Linked DNA regions of Mus musculus: all the other regions are linked to region 2. A link is a contact called in public HiChIP or PLAC-seq and promoter capture Hi-C data. All regions are on one chromosome and are shown on one strand. Each heading gives the region's core, a stretch centred on a gene start, on an enhancer-like site or on the middle of the called end of the contact. The rest is flanking DNA. Distances are from core to core; before and after follow the strand shown. Region 1 holds the start of Fbln7 (fibulin 7). Region 2 has its middle 48 kb from the start of Il1b. Region 3 overlaps Fbln7 (fibulin 7).

Region 1 (4,008 bases), core at 514-3,013, 560 kb before region 2:
GCTGGTGGCACATGTCTTTAATCCTATCACTTGGGAGGCAGAAGCAGGAGGATCTCTGAATTCAAGGGCAGCCGGTCTACAGACCAAGTTCCAGTACAGCCAGAGCTACATAAAGAAACCCTGTCTCCCCCACCACCACCACCACCACCACCCCACGCCGGAATCCTTATCGATCTCCTGTCTGTTCCCACAAGTGAGGATGAAGTAAACTTTACGGACATCAGTTCTGCCTGTGGATGCCTTGATCTTGAACCTAGCTTGCAGAGCCTCGCGGCACACATTGTATTGTTTGTACACTGCCTAGTCTGGAGTACTTTGTTATAGCATCTCTAACAGGCCAAGAGAGGACTCTCGGCTTGCCTTCTGCTTTCCATCTAAAGCAGCTCAGAACCATTCCATACAGAAGAGTGAGCTTCACAAAATGTCCTTGCAGGGAGAACTAAATTACGTTTTCCAGGAGTAGAGAGGTCCGAGACATCTGGTTCACTCATAGCCTGAGTACAGGAACCTCAATTCCATGCCTGTCACAGGGCTGTTACCTAACTAGACCCCAGGCGTGTTCTGTAGCTGGGCCTTTACTTTAAACCCTTGGGAAACAGACGGAAAACTAGAAGGAAGGCTGTAGACTCTTCGTCACGGAGCATGTGCCCTACTTAGTCACTGAGCATGCGCCCTCCTAACCTAGTCACTGAGCATGCGCCCTCTTAACTTAGTCACTGAGCACGCGCCTTCCAAAAGCCCTAGGGAGAATTGATTTAAAAACTGGCAGAGTTGTCCAAAGGGTGACTTAGTCTAACTCAGAGCCCTTTAAACTTCTTGCTCTCAGTCTCTTTTCACTGAGAAATATTTCTGCAACCTTAGGAATTCAGGCACATGAAGAAGTGTACAGATCAAACACGTACTGGTAATAAATCATAAATTTATTTTAAAGTAATTATTTGCTATAAATATAATTTTATCCTTTATTAAAATTAAAGGAAATTTGATATGCTTTATTAATTTTTACATGAAGAATTAAATCTTGGCTGAATATTTGATATTGAAGAATAAGAAGCAGTTTTGACTTTTTTCCCCCCCTAAATTGATTGTTTGGTTATAAAATTGTCACACGGAGCACACCACCTCATATAAGTAAGTAGTACAAAGTAGCAAAAAACTTAGCGTGTACAGTAAAACCACTTCATTTCGTAACATAAGTTAGTCTGAGATCTGAGCCAAGTGTCCTAGGTGTGTGTGTGTGTGTGTGTGTGTGTGTGTGTGCGTGTGTGATCATTCCCGTGGTGCCCCTGGACATCTGACCAGTAGCAGTTATGGAGACCAAGGATACCTTGGATTCATTATATTTGATTTTGAATTAATTTTTGGTTTCGTGCCTCACCATTTGCTAAAATCAGTAACTCAGCTCCCATTTTTTTCGGCCCACGGTTTAAGAAGAGACGGTCTAACCTGGTCCAATTTATGAAGGCCATCTTTCTGCCATACTAACCCTGTTCTCTGTTGTCCTAGAGGAAGATGTCCTTATGTGGGCTTTGAAGTGGGACAGTCCTAAATTTGGCTCATCAATCAGCCGCGTGTAGTTGGCAGGGGCCTAGGTCTCTCCCGGCGGGCAGTGGGGACTGCGGACAGTGGGGCAGCCCAGGGTGGACACTGGCCACCCTTGGTCGCGAGGCGTCGCACCCGTTCTTTTCCCAGAGCAGAGGATTGGGCGAGCTCCCAGGCGCATTCCAGGCTCCACAGCTCCTCCTCTCTCGCCTCCGCCACAGGGCTGGCGCCTCCCCGCGTCGTCGGGACAGTCCCGTGCAGGCGGCTGCGGACTAGTGGCCTTGGAAGCTGCAAGGGACCCGCGCACTGCGGCCAGAGAACAGCGACCTGCCTTCCCCAGCAGCAAGGCTGTGAGTGGCAAGATGGGACCGGGCTCACAGCGCGCGCTTTTCCTCCTCTTGCTGCTCCTCGCCAGCCCCGGAGCGCGGGCTTTCCAGGTCAGTGTCCCCCGCAGTGCGTCTTGGAGTCCCGCTTCCCAAGGAGGTAGCGCCGAGGCCAGGGCATGCCATGCTCCACTCCTGTGCTGGAGTTGGGACTTGGAGCGGAGTCTAGGGCTGGGGTTTGGTTGATGGAGAGAGGAGCGGGGTCCTCCATCTGTCATTGCAGGCGACCTGGGCTGCTGCAGCCCAACGGGAGAAGGTGGCTCCGCGTGGGAATCGCCAGCCCGGGAAAGTTACCCAAGGATTTCTGAGACACTGGTCTTTTGTGGGTCTTGGTGAGAACACCTGGCCGCCCAATTCTGTTAGAGAATGTTCGTGCTCTCCAAACCCAACATTTACGTTTCTAACTGAAATATTCTTGCTGCCACCACACCCTAACCACTCTCAGAAATTCTTACCAGTGGCCTGATGGATCCTCAGGTGGTCCTATCCTGAGCACCCGAAGCCTCAGAGTTGCAATTATATTTTCTTACACACCCATATGAACAGCAGGGTCTTTTCTTTTCTTTTCTTTCCCTTTCCCTTTCTCTCTTTCTCTCCTTCTCTCCTTCTCTCCTTCTTTCTCTCTCTCTCTCTCTCTCTCTCTCTCTCTCTCTCTCTCTCTCCCTCGCTCCCCCTCCCTCCCTCCCTTCCTTCCTTCTTTCCTTCCTTTCTTTCTTTCTCTTTTTTTTTTGACATTTACGTCTCCAAATCCCACTGGATTTATTTGCTTGGCTAGATTTTATAACAATAACAACAACAACAACAATAAGTATTATTATTATTATTTTATTAACCATTGGAAACTGACTTTTAAAATTGAGACTGTAAATAAAAATGTATTTGAGAGACTTTGTATTGTCAGGTTCAGGTCAGCTTCCATCAAACGCGTGTCAGCAGACAGAGGTCCCTCAACGAGAGTCCTGAAGCAGCTTCTTCAACCATGCCAACAGCAGCATAAACAGCTGCAGGATGTGCAGGGAGGCTGGGTGCCTGCTGAGTGTCCAGATCCTTCTTTAAGACCACCCAGTCAGGAAGAAGTGGTATAAATTCCCTCTCTGACTGGACTCTGACCTGATCTTTGTCCATGCTCCATGTTCTGGGGCTAAATTGCTGTGCACTGGCAAGTTTCCCCGGGGATACTGAGAAGTCCCCTGGGGTGCAGCAAGGCTTTCCGAGCCTGGAGAATTTGGTTTAGATCAGACCTGCTCCTGTTAGTGCGGAAGGTAATGAGTGGGAGTCACAGGAAGTTGCTCAACAGCCAAATGGCCAGGACCCAGCCTGGGGCTACTGTGAGCCCACCCACCAGAGCAATGGGATCTCCCTAGTTTTGCAGATTACAAAGCCAAACCAAACCTTCACCCCATGCCCAGTGCCAGAAGCACAGAAGATACATCTCCACTGGGCTCCCCCATCCCAGGCTGCAAAGGGGCAGGGCATGAGAAGAGTAGACGTTCCGGAGACCAATCATCTCGTGATAGTGGGTGGGCATCTGTCCCACGGGGCGAGGTGGGAAATAGTGAGATTAGGGCAACTGGTAATCTGGTGCAGAGGCAGCACTGAGCTTGCCTCACTTTGAACATGCTCTTGCGACACTAAGATCCAATCCCTGCCGTGCCCTGGCCAGGCTTTCTCAGCCCCTCGACGCCAAGCATAGCCTTCTTTATCTGCAAAACATTTGTAGGTGAAACCAGAGGAGGCTAAAGGACCAGACACCCATGTTTGCTCTAGTTAAACTGACCTTCAGCGAATGGTTGGGGCTCCCCCATCCTTCCAGCTCCAGGCTGGGAAGCAGAGGAACGAAGCACATTGGAAGCCTGTGTTACCTTCTTCCTTGTCATCCTTCAGAGCTCTGCTCTGAGAATAACATCTTCCCAGAACCGTGCTGACCTCCTGCTCACATAGCTTTTCACTCTGCCTCTGTTTTCCTGCTATGGACCCCTGAAGGGCAGATCAGCACTGGCCAGTGTCAGACAGTCTCTAGGCAGATCTTGGCTATGCATGACAACCCAAGGAACTTCTAGAAATTCTGATGCCAGTTTTACCT
Region 2 (4,001 bases), core at 1,042-3,541:
AGTGCTGAGATTAAAGGTGTGCCACTGCCATCTGGCCAAAATTATAGCATTCTCTAGAGAAAGACTATAATTTCTCCATTTTTCTTTCTGTGTATAAAATCCATTGAAAACCTTTATGTTTCATTATTTGTTAATTACTAAGTCAAATTCCAACATAGAAATATGGCTTAAAATTTAAAATGAGGTTTAAAATGACGTGTAGCTTGTCAATTAATGTTGCTGTCTTTCCATAAGAAGAGGGACTTTTATGTCAAAGGGTCAATGTTGAGGGGCATTCACCAGAGGAGACTGCTCAGACATGAGTTTAAACCGATAGAAAGTCTTTATTAGCCAGCCTGTGACTATACTGGGTGTTTGAGACCCCAGTGTAGCACCAAGCTTTTCTCAGGGTGAGCTTTTAATCACAAAAACCATGTCCTGGGCTGACATACTTCATTTAACAAGAGCAGTTAGCCTGAAGCAGAACTACAGAACCTGAAAAGCTTCCAATGGCATTTGATGGATTAGGACTTTGTTTTCGTTTTGGCAGGTGGTGCTGTCTACATGCTGAGTTTTACAGCCTGAATGGCATTTCCATCATGGGATCAGTTGTTTTAAGGTCTGGGGCCTACTAAGGTCTGAGAACCTGTTACAGTCAGCAGCAGCACTTGGAAGATTGGACCCGACAAGACACTACTCTCAGAAAAGCCGTGTCAGCATCTGAGTGTTTTCATTTTCCCACAGGAGCAAGGGATAAGAGGAGGGAGGAAGGCAGAGAAATCCAACTGAATGGGTGGGGCAGAGAGAATTCCCAGAGTCAGGCCAAGCTTCATCCTGGTTCAGCTCTCCCATTGCTTTCACAACTAAAGAACCAGAGCAAAGCCTAGCACCTCTCTCTCTAGGCAGTGCTGAGCTCCAGTGGGATGCTGTTACTATTGTTACAGTCACTGAATGCTGTTACTATTGTTACAGTTACTGTGCAACTGCTAAGATTGTGGTTGATGCACATCTAACAGGATCCCTTTAGCTTCCCCCAGCTGAAGCAGCATCTCAGTTGATGCTCCTCACTGAACTCTCGCCATGGCTTGTTTTGTTGGGCCCAAGATGCATTTTTGTTTTAAATATTTTTTTCATGAAAAATTCAGCTTGTAGTCTAATATGATTGAAGCTCAGCCTGAGTTTGTTTTATAATGCATTGAACTGGAAAGTCTATGAGTGGTGAATTATTCAAGATACGTGGACAAACGAGGGATCTGGGCTCTCATGTGAGGAGGGGTGATCAAAGAAATAAGCAAAATTCTGTGTGTCTTGTTATCTCATTTTATTTACCTTTTAAAAACTTCAACCTTCACCTTGGTCAGGTTCTTCACTTCATTTATTAATGAATGTCCAATTTGATCACAGTCCTTTGTACCACAAGGCTCCCAGCAATATTTCTGAGCCTTTATTATAAATGTAATATGTCACTGGATTTTTCAAATATGATTCTCCAATGTTAATTTGACTAATTTATTAATGAGAGGATTTTGATGATAATTTAGTGTGCTTGCATGTAAGATTGAACTATAAATTATTCTCACTGAAGGTGATGATCAGTGGCTGCCCTGAGACTTGGCAGGCACGGTTGGAATTAACCCTGCAATCTTGTGCTTCTTGCAAGAACCACGACTTCACACAGCTGCAAACTGGTGTCTGCTCACAGAAACTTTCCAATCAAATTCCCCCTCAGCAAGGGCCCTACTTCTGGTGTTCATAGTATGTGAATGTCATTTGTATTAATATTTCCCCGAAACCTCTTACCATTTTGTTGTCCATGTGACACTGTAGATTCCAAGTTTTTAAGTATAAATTGAAACAACAATCAGACACTGACATTGGTGGTCAAAATCACTGCAAGAGACAGAATATCTTGCAGAAAGTTTCTATGAGGAGAAGAGCGTGACTGTATTTCCAAATGTTCCTATGAACAAAGGAGCCTGAGTATATTTGTACTAAAAGAAGGATACGGTCTGGGAGAGAAGGACTGTGCTTGGCGGAGAAGTGAGAGATGCTCTGCTTTGAGGACAGAAAGTCACAAACAATATTTCCAACTGCCACTGGTCTTGTGTCCTTTGTACACAAACAGTGGAACTGGTTGGTTGTTCAAGAGGACAGCGAGACACTGGGGATCATTTGAATGCTTTTGCAGGTCCCAGAGGATGGAGTGGGAATAAGAGGAAAGCAGAGGTCAGCCCAAGGAAAAGAAGTCTCTGTCTGTGAGCGGGGGCTGCTTCCCAGAAAAGACAACACCCAGTGACCTACTTAGCAAATGGAAACACAAACCAGAGAAATCAGCCAAGGTCATGGATACACAGCCTCTCCTGACCAGCTAACTCCAGGTGTTCAGAGCAAGAACAAAATGTGCTGACATGAGGGAGTTCCCTTAAACTTCCCTGGGCAACAAATCACAGACTGTTGAATTTCTTGCTTTTCTAAGACTTTGTTAAATAAATGGCAGCAGCAAGCTGAGGTCCAGTCTATATGTGCTTTCCTGGTTTGGATGAAGGCAACATCTAAGAACAGCTCTTCCCCGGTGAGTACTTTATGTTAAGGCTGGATAGGCTTCCTTTGAACTGGCCCCCTGAGGTCACTGAAATCTCCACAAACCAGGTGCTTTAGACCTACTCTGATGGAATCCATATGCTCCAGTGTTCACCTCATTAGATACATTTTCTAGGTGAGTTCTGAAATAATTGTATTCAAAGCTTAATAATTGCCAGGAAGACGAAAGAGGTCAGATTTTATAGGCCCAAGCCTTCAAATGTCTTGGAAGTTAAAGATTGTGTTGATGAAAAGTTATACTTAAATCCATACCTACATGCTGTCACTCACTCTGTCTCTCCATCTATCTACATGCTATCACTCACTCTGTCTCTCCATCATCTATCTACATGCTGTCACTCACTCTGTCTCTCCATCTATCTACATGCTATCACTCTGTCTCTCCATCTATCTACATGCTGTCACTCACTCTGTCTCTCCATCTATCTACATGCTGTCACTCACTCTGTCTCTCCATCTATCTACATGCTGTCACTCACTCTGTCTCTCCATCATCCATCTACATGCTATTGCTCACTGTCTCTCCATCTATCTCCCTAACCTTATTGTGATCATAACTCCAACAAAATACACAGAGAAAAGTAACCATCATAAGAAAACACTTAAAAATTTTGAAGAGAATGTCTTTGGGTAAAGGCATTATTAGTGAAATGCTCTTGTTTGTGAATATTGGTGACACTCTTCATGCCAGCATGAATGGAAGGGAGAGACTCAGCTCCCAGGTGCTATCTGCAGTGGCCCTGATGAGTCCCTTTTTCATATCTATTTAAGAAGTATCAAGTATTATGATGGCTAACATTATGTTTAAAGCTTAAGTTACTACACTTAAAAGATCTATAAAGCAAACATTTCCTCTACCCTCTAAAAGCTGTACCAGTGAGAAAGGGACCCTGTTAGCCAGCTTGCTTAAGAATGACTAGAATGCCTGTGGTTTTTCTTGTAATTATCTAGTCTTTTACAATTTTAAATATATCTGTCCATTATTCAATGTAGCCTCCCCCAGCTTTGAGCAGGCTGGCTCAGACCTGTTCTGGCACCTCCTAGGGTGGAGTCTTCTGACCTAGATAGGTCTATTGTTCTGCCAAGACTGCCGGCCACTACTGCTGAGAGGCTGAGAGGCAGAATCTGTCTTCCTGAGATAAGCAACAGCCAGGCAACTAAGTGCTGACAACCTGGACCAAGTGCTGACAGGCTGGTGACAAAGCATCAAGAACCTGGTGTGGCGGGGGATGGGCCTTCCCCCTTTATAAGCTCAGACTCTTAGTAAACTAGGGGGGGAGGAGGGTGCGTGGGGGTTGATCAGAATTTTGTCTTGGTCTCGTTATTCCTTCCGCTGTTTCCTCCCATGCAGCTCCAGCCTCCCATTCAGGAACCTGATTCATGTAGCTGCGGGCGGCTACAATTCAAGATAATGGTCACTA
Region 3 (3,893 bases), core at 392-2,891, 530 kb before region 2:
GTGGGACCTTTGGGTCATTGCTCCTTGGGTCCTGGGATCATTTTATGAAGTATACCCAAGACTGGAGTCTTCTCTAGGAATGGAAGTAAGGAGTGAACAGGTACGCACTAAGAAATGTCCCAGCCGGCTTACCTAGAACCTTTTTCCCCATTAGCTGGATAATGCCTCTCTCCCAGTATCCTGTAAGCCTCTTCCAATATTTTTTTCTAATTGTGTGTGTGTGTGTGTGTGTGTGTGTGTGTATTTGTGCACTTGACTGCAGTACCTGTGGAAGCCACAAGGGGGCTTCTGATCCCCTGGAAGTGGAGTTATAGGCATTTATGAGCATCTGGATGTTGGTGCTCAGACTCAAATTCAAGTCCTTTGAAACAGTAGTTCTGGCTCTTAACCACTGAGCTGCCTCTTCAGTCCTCACTATTATTATTTTAAGACTGAGGCTGGCTTTGCTGCCTCAGGCTGGCCTTGAACTGGATTCAAGTGATCCTGCCTTGGCCTTGAGAATCACTACAAGAATTATTATTATTATTTTTTTAATCCATTAACCAGAGCTGGAGAGATGCTCAGAGGTTAAGAGCACTTACTGTTCTTGCAGAGGTAGGCAAGGGTTCCCAGCAACCACAAGGTCGCTCAAGGTCACCTTTAACTCTCCAGTTCCAGGGAGACAAAGAAATCCTCTCTTGGCCTCCAAGGGCATCAGGCTATACATATACATCAGGCTATACATATACATACATACATACATACATACATACATACATACATACATATATTCAGGCACACACAAAACCTTTTTAAAAACCCATCAGGCTGTGGTGGTGTACACCTTTAAACCCAGCACTTAGGAGGCAGAGGCAGGTGGATCCCCAAGTTCCAGGCCAGCCTGGTCTACAGAGTGAGTTCCAGGCCAGCCCAAGGCTACACACAGAAACCCTGTCTCATAAAAAAATAATAATAAAAATAAATAAATAAATAAAATAAAAATATTCTTTAATCCCAGCACTCGGAAAGCAAAGTAAGGTAGAGGCCCATCTGGTTGTCTGGTCTACACAGTGAGTTCCAGGATAGCCAGGATTATGATTTTGTTTGTTTGTTTGCTTTTAATCCGTTTACCTTATTTTTACTGTGTTTGGGAAACTAATTTCTGGTTTTGCAAAGACATAAAAACTGTAATAACAACTACCTTGAAGACATTGAAGCTTGTATACACACACACACACACACACACACACACACACACACACACACACACACACAAGCACGTGCTTGCATCCCGAATCGAAAAAGTGGAGGCTCAGAGTTTTAAACTCTAATGCTCACTGCATTGTGGGCGTTGTACAAGATTCTCAAAATGAACCTCAGACTTGACACTGCAATATGCCTGACTGTTCTGCCTTTACATTCCAATCTCATGGATCCGGTCCCGGTCGCAGTCGCTCGGTGTAAGTTAATCACTTGACATTCCTTCCCTGCTGTAGAGTACGCCCTGGGAGATAGGGTTTCGCGGGTTGTGGGGCGCACGGCAGGTGCCAGGGGTCGGGTGCTGAGGCGAGCCTGTCCTCTTCCCGCAGCGGCCCCAGATGGCGGCGAGGCCGGTGACCCCGCCTTCAGCCGCGCACCCCGCTGCGCGCAGGTGGAGCGGGAACAGCATTGCAGCTGCGAGGCGGGATTCCACCTGAGCAGCACCACGGGCGGCCACAGCGTCTGCCAGGGTAGGCTCGGGCTACGGGGGGGGGGGGGGGGGGGGAGCGGGACCACACCCGTGGGAGGAGACCCCAGTCCTGGGACAGAGCGCGAGGTTGGGACAAAAGGGCCTTTCTGGGCGTGGTCTCAGTGAGACCTGTGATTTGCCTTTTAGGTAAGGGTTACCCGGATGATCGAAATGAACAGGTAGACTTCAGAGGTGTTCTGGAGAAAAAAGTATCTATCTGTTCGACCATCTTCCTACAGTTGGGCTCTTGTAAGGTGCACCAGGGCCTTCTCTGAGACGTTATAGACAACACATGGAGTGTTGAGGGTATGCATCCAGTCTCTAGCATGCACATTAGTCCAATCCCATCATCGTTTAAACCTGGAGTGATATGGATGTAATCCCAACAACACTTGGGAGATGAAGACAGGAGGATCAGGAATTCAAGGTCATCGTCTGCTACTCATGGGGGAGGGTGAGAAGAAAGCAGCCAGGGCGACAGGCTTGTCTTCTGACATAGCTTGGAGCTACTATGCCCAAGAGGAGCCTTTTGCCCTGTCATGTGCACACACACACACACACACACACACACACACACCATACCTCTGGCAAAAACCCTATGAGCTGGTGGCAAGAGAGGGGCTCAGATCATTTATGGCAGCCAGGGCCATGGATATGGGCACAGCCTCCTTCTCTCAGTTTAGCTGACTACAGAGCAGTTCCATCCTGAGATCTGGCCAGTTGGTGCTAAGAAGTTCATTTCACAGCATCAGAAATAAAAACACTCCCCACCCCCTTTTAAAGAGGCATCTCAATATACAGGCCAGGCTGGCCTCAGGTGGAGATCCCTGCTTCGGCCTCTTAAGTGCTGAGATCACAGGTCTGCAGCGCCCCATAGGCTGCAGGGCTCTCTCACTGTTTCTCCATTGCTGAAGATGAGGAGAGCTAAGATGGGGGTCTGAATCTGGTTCTAGTCTCTGAGCCGGGTACCAGACTCACTAACCTTTGTAGAGTTTCCCCATTTACACCGAGAATCCCCTCTGGGGTTTTCCATGTCAGCTCCTCCTTTTAGCCCTCTTGGTCCTAGACTGGGTAGAGGGGTCCTCTGCTCATTGCTGTGTCCAGCCACTCAGTCACAGCTGCCAATGAGTCTGGTTGACAAAGGCTGTGTAGCCTCCTGGAATCATGGGCGCTTTTGTCCCCAGATGTGAATGAGTGTGAGATCTATGGGCAGAAAGGACGCCCCCGGCTCTGCATGCATGCCTGTGTGAACACCCCTGGTTCCTACCGATGTACCTGCCCGAGTGGATACCGGATCCTGGCTGATGGGAAGAGCTGTGAGGGTGAGTGAGACTAGGTAGAGGCAGGTGACCATGAGGCTAGAGGTCACCCTCCACACCTGGTCACCTGCTGCCGCTGTGACCCCTGCTCTCATCCCCGGTCCCCATTCAAGAATGATGAGGTTAAGAGAATCAAAGATCTGAGGACACATTTGATCCTAAAAAGGAAATTAACAAACAGGTCTTCCGAAGACCAGGCTACATATTCTACACAAACAGGTTGGTTGATCACTCAGTGCCTTCTGACCTCATGTGAGTGACGCTTCCTATTCTTCAGCAATGCCTTCAGCCAGACCTGAACCCACAGACCAAGGAGCTAGCCAGACTCCACTTTATTAGAATCTGAAGGAACCTAGGAGGTTTCATGGCCCTGTGTGTCCACGATCTAGTGTCCTTTGATGGGAAAGTTACCTTACAGGCTCTGCCGCCATGACCATGTGTGGTGGCTGTTTGAGGACACCAGAGAAGCAGAGCCACCAGGCTCACGGCTCATAAGGGCCTGACTAGTTGTGACTGGAAGGGTTCATTTACCCACTGAACTGCACCCAGGCTAAAAAGAGAGACCACTGTTCTATTTGCCAAACTCTAGTAAATGCCAGAGTCCTGCAAACAAGAGGGCCTGGGAGCCTGGGCAGATAGTCCAGACCAGTCGATCTTCCAGGAGTGGACTGGAGGGTGGGTTGTTGGTAAAAAAAGAAAAAGAAAGAAAGCACCTGGCTCAGGTTCTACCTCAGTGCTACAAATCCGTGTGGCTCCTGGAACACAGGACTGAAATCTATCTCTTTCTTGTCATGGTGCTAATAGGCACCATTATCAGCAAAGTGAGGAAGAGTCACAGCCTTCGTTGTATCTCCCGCAATACAGAT

The links. Promoter capture Hi-C pulls out the DNA fragments that hold promoters and counts their contacts. HiChIP or PLAC-seq counts read pairs in DNA pulled down with a chosen protein or histone mark.
Region 1: a contact with region 2 is called in a promoter capture Hi-C map of embryonic stem cells, with 3 times the contacts expected there. The contact joins the promoter of Fbln7 here to the enhancer-like site in region 2. A contact is called at or near these places in 10 of 39 promoter capture datasets (the 3T3-L1 cell line, 3T3-L1-derived adipocytes, the C10 cell line and 6 more), 1 of 115 datasets of contacts at active chromatin or transcription factors (astrocytes) and 1 of 9 other capture datasets (embryonic stem cells).
Region 3: a contact with region 2 is called in an H3K27ac HiChIP or PLAC-seq map of embryonic stem cells, with 4 times the contacts expected there. The contact joins two enhancer-like sites. A contact is called at or near these places in 1 of 15 datasets of contacts at CTCF or cohesin (the NIH/3T3 cell line), 1 of 484 Hi-C or Micro-C datasets (pro-B cells), 2 of 115 datasets of contacts at active chromatin or transcription factors (both in embryonic stem cells) and 1 of 9 other capture datasets (embryonic stem cells).

What each region holds. Positions count from the first base shown.
Region 1 is chr2:128,862,169-128,866,176 of GRCm38.p6, forward strand. Fbln7 (fibulin 7) reads left to right here and starts at 1,764. Exons shown (of 8, transcript NM_024237.4): 1 at 1,764-1,979. The coding sequence starts at 1,905.
Region 2 is chr2:129,417,365-129,421,365 of GRCm38.p6, forward strand. No RefSeq gene overlaps it. Among named protein-coding and RNA genes, the nearest start is that of Il1b, 48 kb to the left of the region's middle. Within about 2 kb of position 2,292, at least 7 of the 459 cell types and tissues checked have an H3K27ac peak or open chromatin away from gene starts, as enhancers often do. A contact at or near this core is called in embryonic stem cells, where this site is marked.
Region 3 is chr2:128,890,875-128,894,767 of GRCm38.p6, forward strand. Fbln7 (fibulin 7) reads left to right here. Exons shown (of 8, transcript NM_024237.4): 5 at 1,569-1,709; 6 at 2,893-3,030; 7 at 3,892-3,893. Among named protein-coding and RNA genes, the nearest start is that of Fbln7, 29 kb to the left of the region's middle. Within about 2 kb of position 1,642, at least 19 of the 459 cell types and tissues checked have an H3K27ac peak or open chromatin away from gene starts, as enhancers often do. A contact at or near this core is called in embryonic stem cells, where this site is marked.